Linked DNA regions of Zea mays: regions 1 and 3 are each linked to region 2. The links are chromatin contacts, called in public Hi-C maps. All regions are on one chromosome and are shown on one strand. Each heading gives the region's core, a stretch centred on a gene start, on an enhancer-like site or on the middle of the called end of the contact. The rest is flanking DNA. Distances are from core to core; before and after follow the strand shown. Region 1 has its middle 34 kb from the start of LOC103641942. Region 2 holds the start of LOC100277728 (PLATZ transcription factor). Region 3 holds the start of LOC103641943 (E3 ubiquitin-protein ligase RHA1B).

The links. A called contact is a pair of places that touch in the nucleus more often than the background predicts.
Region 1: a contact with region 2 is called in a Hi-C map of leaf, with 5 times the contacts expected there. The contact joins the enhancer-like site here to the promoter of LOC100277728 in region 2. A contact is called at or near these places in 2 of 25 Hi-C or Micro-C datasets (ear and leaf).
Region 3: a Hi-C map of leaf shows a contact between it and region 2, with 4 times the contacts expected there. The contact joins the promoter of LOC103641943 here to the promoter of LOC100277728 in region 2. A contact is called at or near these places in 9 of 25 Hi-C or Micro-C datasets (bundle sheath, ear, endosperm and 5 more) and 1 of 3 datasets of contacts at active chromatin or transcription factors (leaf).

What each region holds. Positions count from the first base shown.
Region 1 is chr10:138,597,956-138,601,000 of Zm-B73-REFERENCE-NAM-5.0, forward strand. No RefSeq gene overlaps it. Among protein-coding and RNA genes, the nearest start is that of LOC103641942, 34 kb to the right of the region's middle. Within about 2 kb of position 1,571, at least 16 of the 20 cell types and tissues checked have an H3K27ac peak or open chromatin away from gene starts, as enhancers often do. A contact at or near this core is called in ear and leaf, where this site is marked.
Region 2 is chr10:138,321,848-138,324,753 of Zm-B73-REFERENCE-NAM-5.0, forward strand. It overlaps LOC100277728 (PLATZ transcription factor), which reads right to left and starts at 1,482. Exons shown (of 4, transcript NM_001151221.2): 1 at 1,316-1,482; 2 at 970-1,170; 3 at 392-607; 4 at 1-271. The coding sequence starts at 1,372.
Region 3 is chr10:138,640,980-138,643,948 of Zm-B73-REFERENCE-NAM-5.0, forward strand. LOC103641943 (E3 ubiquitin-protein ligase RHA1B) reads left to right here and starts at 1,573. Exons shown (of 1, transcript XM_008665242.4): 1 at 1,573-2,857. The coding sequence starts at 1,928. The coding sequence ends at 2,491.

The DNA.
Region 1 (3,045 bases), core at 321-2,820, 280 kb after region 2:
AACTAAATAGCATTTGAGGACATATTGAGAGTCGGTTATATTGTGCATTCGAGATCTGGTGGGGGGATCGTTGGAGTTTATTAAATTTGGCCCATTTACATTATAATAAAATCTAGAATAAATTTTAAAGATCCACTCATGCATGGTGAGAATGAAAATGGTGAATGTTGGTTCCACATGGGATGTGGAAGAAGGTGAAATCAATTTCAATAGTTTGTCTCTTACCATTCTTTGAAAGAAAGCATAAGAGAGAGAAAGTTGAAGACACATGCACGCGCGTACGCATGCACATTTCACGTTCTTTTTACATGATTATTCATGTGACTTGTGATTTGCGATGTGGGAATCTACCAGATCCTAGAGATTGTGACCAAGTCAGTTTCCTACATCTTGGCATCTGGTTATCATGAGCCTAATTCTCTAATATAATAGAGATGTCATTCTCCCTAAACGTACAAGAAAAAACAATCTACTATGATTTAGGGTTTTAGACGAGAGAGTTCTCGGTGTTGTCCAACCTCAGTCTCCTCCATCTCTGACGGCAACATGATGACGACGACGAGAAGAGCAGTGTCTCTAAAACTTTGATTTGTTGAACAACTTATACTGGTTGGGACGAATGAGGTTTTTGTGCAGCGATTATGTGAATGCTAGTCGAGCTGATCTGCACTACGATATCTACAAACTTCAATGACACTGTGAACTCATCTTTAAGTAGGTTGGAGTGATCCTCGCTGTGAGCAATGATGAGTTCCTCGCTCGTGTTTTTGTTAGATGCGTTCAAGATATATTTAATCGGCTATGTGGACACATTTTTATTCGCTACTAGCATATAGCTCATGCTAACGCTAAGATCTGAGGGAGGGGAGGGAAGAGAAATGGTCGACGATGGCGGCGGCGTGAGTGAGGGGAGGGGTGGGGAGGTCGGGGACGGTGGGATCGCGGGGGAAGGGGAGGGATGATCCAAATAATATTGTCTATTAGATTTGAGTGAGTAATGGAGAGGCGGGTTATCCAGCGATCTGAATCGTTGGTTTTAATGACGTGTTTAGTCTGAGTGTAATTTATTTGGTGGATTTAGTGAAGGTTATGGGTGTGTGGGTGATTTGGTTGAGTGGGTTTTGCAAAATTTAAACAGGTGAATTATATAGGGTGAATTATATAATGGTATAGATATATGGTTTATCCATTGCCCATGTAGTGATTGATTTGAGAATTAATTTAGGTTTAAAAGTATGCAATTATTTAAATGAGTTAAAATGGATCTTCTATTCTAATTTTTTTCTATGATTTACTATGTTTTTTTGAAAGATTCAAACAAAATAAACATAAAAGAAAAAAAAGAGAGAGAGATCACTTAGTGAAACAACTAGAGGAGTCATGTCCGATGTCCGATTTTAAAAGACGAAGTAACTATATCAGGTTTTATAGTTGAGGAAGAAAAATAAGATTTTGATAATACTTGAGGAAGGTAAAATATGGTTTTATAAGACATGGTATTATGGTCCACATAGGAATCGTTTGGCCCAAAACGACCTTTAGTGGGCTGCTTTTAGACACCGAAGGCCCAATCAGGCATGGAATACAGAAGTCCAAGTCTCTGAACAAACTTCTGCTTAAAGATTTTATGAAGGGTGTCCTATGCATGCATGGTGCATCCCCTGTACACCGGCAGGCATGTGAAAGTGAAACGTTGCCACGTCGGAAAGCCATGGAACCAGAACCTTCTTCTCTTCATCTTTATCACCAGCTATGTGGAGTTAACCAAAATGCACAGCTGTGACGAGCGGAGAAGTGCGGCGCGCCATGCCAGCTCCACATGCATTGTATCGTGTGTGTATTACTCGTAAACAACTTGCAAACTCGTTGTCCGCACGGCAACCCCACTGTTGATGTTCGGCAGGCACGCTGATGGCCCATGGCTCATTGGCTAGCTAGCGTGTCTCGGCAGAGTTCGCGCCAATCCCAGAACCGCCAGCTCTCTCGTGACGAGGATGCATTCATATCCATGCATCGTAATTTATTTACGAACTAGTAATAGCAAGCAAGTACCAGCCGTAAAAACTGTCTCAACATGTGCGGGGAGTAACCGGAGTTTTCCGGACTGAACGAGAGGAAGGTTCCGCGCCGCACACATGACACACTCGCACCCACACATGCATGGCTACGTTCACAAATATATCAAATACTCTCTCCATTCTAAGGGGGTGTTTGGTTCTGTGGACTAAAGTTTAGCCCGGGTCACATCAAGCGTTTGACTTTCAAATAGGAGTATGAAATATAGACCCAACCAACTGTACTAGATTCGTCTCACTTTTTAATCTTCGGCTGAGAAATTAGTTTTATAATCCGACTACATTTAATACCCCGAAAGGAGGTTCAAACATTCGATGTGATAGAGACTAAATTTTAGCAGGAGCAAACCAAACACCCCCTAAAATATAGTTTTATTTTACCTACTTTTTCTATTCATATTCAAATAAATAATAATAAATGTAGCCATATATATAACTAGATTCATATATTAATTAATTAATTAATTAATTAATGTAGATTTATTCTAAAACGAATTATATTCTGGATGGAGGGACCATTGACTTTTTTTTTCAAAAACTTTAGCCATTAGTCATACTTAAAATATTAATTCGAAAGTGTAAAAATTTAAGTCACTCTCAAACGATCTTAACAACAAAAAAAATGATAACTCATGATTTTTTTTAATAAGGTGAGTGGTCAATTTTTTTTAAAAAAAAACATATATCTGTGGACAGCAGAATAGCATTAATTAGGCGAGACATGGGCAAAGAAAATATAAATTTAGCAGGTATCCCGCCTTTTGTGAGCAAATTAGGGTCTATTATCATTAAAAACTAGCTATGGATGTACTACTATATGTCAACAGTACCCGCTAATAAATCTATTCATTGTTAGGTGAAGGACTAGTACAATTAGTTTTCTTAGCAGACATAAAAGTTGTTAATAGGGTATTAACAATTCATATAGGACACCTTTTAACTCACTATATTTTTTTTTGAAAGGGAAAGG
Region 2 (2,906 bases), core at 232-2,731:
TGAGGCTGCCGAACGGCGACCGGTGCGGCACGCCCTTGCGCCGCTTCCCGGTTCGGAAGCTGTTGGCCGTCGCCGGCGGGGTCGACGGGGTGAAGCTCTGCACCACGCTGCTCCTGTCGCTGCCGCGGCTGGTGCTGGTGGACGAAGAGTCGTCCTCCGAGTCCAACGCGGCGCCCCTGTGCTGCTGCGCCTGCTGCTTCTTCTTCTTCTGATGCTTCTTGACAACGGCCTGCTTCTTCCGGATGCGCAAGTCACCGGAGGTCCCCACGATCTGCGCGGCGCCGGCGCGGCGCATCCAGGGATAGGGGGTCATTATTATGTTGCTGTTATTTCGAACCACACGTGCGAACCGGGAATGTGGACTGGGTTAGCGGCGGCGGCGTGGGCGTACCTTGCACCCGAGGGAGCAGAAGCGGAAGGTGTCGAGGAGGCTGCGCTGGCAGACCTCGCAGGTGTTGGTGACGCCCTTGCCTGGCCTCTGCTGCGGGCGCTCGTTCAGGAACACCACGCGCGCGCTGTTGATGATGTACGTCTGCACGCCGGAGATGTCCAGCACCTTCTGGATCTCCGACACCCGGATCACGTCGTGGTAGGACGACCTCCGTATCTGGCACCAGACCACGCATCGCCGTCAGAGAGAAGACGCATGCAGATGGAACAGGGCACATTTGCTGCCAGTCCAAGAAAGTCAGCTATCCTGATCTTTGGACTCTTTTTTTCTCTCCCTCCAATACTATCGCGTGTAGAGAGACACTACTGTCCGTTGCAGCTTCGGATGCAACTAAACAGGAAGTCTCCGCGGCGGAGCAGAGGCCGGTAACAAGAAGAGTCTTTGGATGGACGCAGGGGGCGCCAGAGCTGCTGCCGTTTCATTCAAAGAAAGGGCCCGCGGCGCCGCCCGCTCCGTTCCGACGCCAATGAATGGCACCTATTCCCCCCCGGCCGGGGTGTGCAGCGTAGTGAGCTCACCTGGATGGCGTGGTGGTCGCGGTGGTAGGCGAGGCACTGGGAGCAGAGCGCGCCGTTCATGCAGGCGAGGCAGTACATGTTGCACTCGCTCTTGTGCGCGTCCGCGTGCAGCTTGCATTGGCCGAAGAAGCTCGTCCCCAGCAGCGGCTTGAGCCACGGCGGCCACCGCTGGTTCTCCGCCCCGTCGCACTCCCCTCCTCCCTGCCGCATTCGATCCGGCGCCGCGCCGCCATGTTAGCGCCAGCCCAACAGAGAGCAAAGAAACAGGGCACCGAAGGGGGGAAAAAACAAGGCAAGAAGAGAGTACAAAAGAGGGCGTGCTATCCAGGTTAGTTAGGTTACTTACCATGGCGCCGCCGCCTCTGCTGTTGACTCTGATCGGCGATTCGTCGTCGATTGCCATTTCCCCGATACACAACCAAAAACTGCAAGGCCCAGCGCAGGGAGGGAGAGTGTGGACAGGATATGTAGATAGCAGGGGGTAATTTGGAGTAAGGGGAAGGGGAAGACGAGAGGAAAATGCGAAGGCTTTGGAAGGAAGAAGAGCATGTAGGAAAGGAAAGCCGAGGTCTTTGTAGACCGGGGGAGGGGAAAGCAGACAGCAACAGCAGCTGCGAGCCTGCGACAACGTTTTAAATTAACAAATAGAATAATTTAAACTAATACTGCAACCTTCAGCTTTTATGGCATATTATAAAGTTTATAATTCTACGATCCAATGCAAAAAAAAACAAAAACAAAAAACATACCAGTGGTAGGCTAGCGCTAGTGGTGGTAAATTACCAACAGGAAACGATGCTTTGTGTTTGTGTCATGCGCCACAGCGACAGTTGAGGGCCGAGCTCGTCCTTATCCGCTCGGGTCCGCCGCCCGCTTGGCCTCGAGCCACCCCGTTCTGCGTCGTGTCCCCTATGCCTAAACTAATTTTGTTTTCACTCTCACCCATGTCAGCTGTCACGTTTCAGGCTTAGGAGATGTTTAACCTAGTCCATGTCCATCAGATTGCTGTGGCTTCACGGTGAGTCCGAGACCCAGTGGCCGTGGAAGTGAGTGCGCGCCCCAGTAGTCTTGCTGTCGACTGGAGTTTCCTCCGTCCGAGCTCCTGCAGCAAGCAGTCAATCCAGGGCGCGCGGCCATCAGCAGTGACGTCGTCGAGTCTGGTTCCATGTGGTTCCTGAAACCCGGCTGCGAGGACCCGGCCCGGCCCGGCCCGGCAGGCCGGCACACACGTTCTCCTTCTCTGACTTTGTTGGTGCCGGTGGTGTTTGTTAATTGGTCTGAATACCTGGTGCTTTGTGCGGTTTCTTCGTCACTTGCTCCACCAATCCTGCTCTGGGAGGCGCCCCCCGTTCATCAGGGCCGGCTAGTGCAGATGTGCCGCCGAAGCACCCAGCCACGATTTTCCCCCGCTGGGAAAAAAAGTTACCACTAGCCACGGCATTTCCAGTCACGCCACCAACAAAGCAGATCACCACGGCCCCACCAGGGAGACTCGCCTGGCCAGGAGACCAGACATGACTTATTTGATTAGGGACGGATAGATGTAAATTGGAGGAGATTAAATTTTCTGCTATACAAATTTGAATATGAAGAATTTAATCCCTTTCAATTCACCTAAACCGAACAACCCCGCGAGGGGAGAGGGCATCACAACCGATGGATGGGGCGCGAGGGGATCAGATGCTCGCTTTTACATTCTTTATCACAGATGTGTGCGTGTTGTCTCGGATGGAATGGAGCTCACTGTTTGGGGAACTTGTTCGGTTGGTGTGGAGATGCTTTTTTTTTTGTGTGTGTGTGTGCAAGGTCAGAAAAAAAGATCGGATCCTTGTTTTTTTAAAAAGAAACACAAAGTAGGTTACCTCCTCTCTTTTTTTTTCCCGATCCAACGTACGGGTTCCGGTAGTGTTTGGTCAACCACCCTTTGCAACGCCCTT
Region 3 (2,969 bases), core at 323-2,822, 320 kb after region 2:
CCAGAATTTAGATTGTTTCTCATAACTGGTGGTAGTGGTGGATAAATAACTCCAAACTCTAACTAGGTTGTTTTTTTGTAGTTTTCGGAGCAGCAAAAGAGGTACTCCAAAAAATATACTGTAACTCCAAAAACTCTATAGAGTTTACAACTCTAAAGTTACGATGTTTGACATGCTTTAACCAGCTCCTCATTAAAGTTTTACTCTGGAGTCATATCAAACACGCCCTAGGTTGAGTTCGACATAAATAAATGATTTAAAAGAAATTCATGTACGGACGTCAGACTTTACCTTGTCTGTATGTACTTAGTAAGGTTAGGCTTTCTTCGGCAAGTCCCGTGTACCATCACCCGGACGCGTGGTTGAGCTGCTAATGTAGCAGCGCCCAGCAGACCCCGAACGCGGACGTGTAAATTGCGAATATTTGTAGTCCTCCGTTTGTGGCCTTTTATTTGTAACGTGGTAAGCATAGTATCACGTACCTGTTTTTGTACGAGAACGTTCCTAGGCCCCCTGCTGAGCTCTCCACCGTTCACGGAGGTCGGAGGAGGCCAAAATTGCGAGTATTTGTAGCTCCACGCAAATGGGCATGGCGTCGCTAAGAAGTCTTGACCCCTTCCGGCTGCTCTAGCAGTAATGAACTGTTAGAGCTTGTTCGGTTAGGTCTCAATTTATTTGGATTGAGTATGATTGGATGAGTTTAATTTTAAGCAAGTTAAAGTTTTTTAAATTTTTTCCAATCTATTCAATCTACGTATAATAGGAATAACCGAACAAGCGAACAAGGGCTTAGTCAGTTACTGCTCGCGTATTTCTCGTGAACATATATATACATTCGTCTGCCTCTAGCGAACCATGCATTGCACCGACACGGAGCGGCAGGGCAGTAGTGTGTGGGTACGGCGGAAGCGAGCGGACCACCCCAACGCGAGGAGGGAGCGATCGAATCCGGGATGGGTGGGTCTGTCGCCACGCGGGCTGGGGCGCTGGGCTCACACGAAGGGCACGGGGCATAACGCGCGCGTAGGGGTGGGCACTTTTTTACCATAAACCGAAAACCGAACCGAACCGTCCCGAACCGAACCGAAATTTCGGTTTTTTCGGTAGTTCGGTTCGGTTTCGGTTTTTACATCTCAGAAGTTCGGTTTTCGGTATCGTAATCGGTTTCCACCGTATACCGAACCGAAATACCAAAAAAACCGAATACCAAACTTTATCAATTCTAAAATTTGACTTTTCGTTTATGTGAACTAAATGTGTGAAGTAATTAAATTGTTATGCACTTATTTATATGTGATGTATGATATATCTCTAAATATTTGTACCTATATAATTTTTACTTTTTAAAATTATGTGTAATCTATCATATAAATTTGTTGTATGTGTTGTCTTGAGTATAAGTTTGGTATTCGGTTTTTACCGAAAAACCGAAGTAAAAAACCGAAACCGAAGTTTTTGGTTTTTATTTTCTAGAAAACCGATTGGTTTCTAATGTCTAGAAAACCGAAGTTTTTTAAAACCGAAAAACCGAACCGAAATTTCAAAAAAAAAACCGAATGCCCAGCCCTACGCGCGCGCGGTGAGAGCAGAGCATGCCCACCAGGCCACCACCTCCACCAGAGAGAGAGAGCAGAGTACAACACGCGATCGACCCCACGGCGCTAGGCCGCTAGCGCTATAGGCTATACTATTGCTATTCGCCGCGGGTTCCCCAACCTTTCCGCGTCACCCCTCTCCCTCCGTCTCGCGCTTTATATAGCCACGGCGCGGCGCCCGCTTCGGCTCTCCCCGTCTGCCGTCCACCACGCATCGCCAAGCGCCATATCTGCAGGAAGCACCGGGCCAGGCACGTCGCTTCACCACCCCACCCCACCCCACCTTCCCCTTACACCACACCACCACCGCAAGCCAAGAGGCACGGCCACGCATGGGTTTCCCGGCGGGCTACTCGGAGCTGGTGCTCCCGAAGCAGCTGCTCCACCTGCTGCTGCTGCTGGGGTACGTCCGCCGCTTCCTCCTCTGGGCGTTCGACGCCGTGGGCCTCGGCGACCTGCTGGATCTCGGGGACGACCACCAAGCGCCGCAGCCGCAGCCGCAGCACCGGCGGGCGGAGTTCCGGGCGGCCATGCCGGCGATGGTCATCGAGGAGGCCCTCCCCGTGGCGCGGTTCGACGAGCTGGAGGCGCGCGTCGTCGTTGGCGGGGACTGCGCGGTGTGCCTCGGCGGCATCGGCGGCGGCGACGAGGTGCGGCGGCTCGGCAACTGCCGCCACGCCTTCCACCGCGCCTGCCTCGACCGCTGGATGGAGCACGACCAGCGCACCTGCCCGCTCTGCCGCGCGCCGCTCATCCCCGGCGCGGCGCTCTGGCCCGCCGACGCCTCCGACCTGGACTTCTCCTACCCCGGCGCGCCGCTGACGCCCGTCGTGCCCTCCCCGACGCTGCTGCGGCCGCACGAGCTGCTGCTGCTCGCGGGCCTGGGCGGATACTGAGCTCACCGCCCCGACTGCCGGAAATCCACCTCCCCCGTGCGCAATGCGCTGCCGGGAACGCCTGAATCCGTCGGCCATCGACGCTCGGCTCGCTTCCGTTCCGTCCGTGGGAGGGGAGCAGAAAGACAGCAGCCGATGCAGAGGAACCGGACCGGAGGCTCCTCGAATTGCATATACATAGGCAAAATGAGTAAAGCGACCGACCACCCCCCACAAAGAAAGGGCTAGGAGATTAGATTCCTCCTGTGCGTAGGAAGATTCCGTCGTCCGAGTGTGTGGAGTCGTGAATCTTTCCGTGGATTAAAATTTTGTTGACGAGCTAGGCGTGTCCATTGTCCAAGCAAGATTTGGGCCCGCTTTTTGTCCTGCCATGCTTTCTGGTTCTGGCTGCCCAGGTCAGGTCACCCAGCTGCCAGCTCTGGTTCGGCGGATCCGGATATAGATGTCCAAACGGGCCACCCGGCCTGGACCCGGTCCG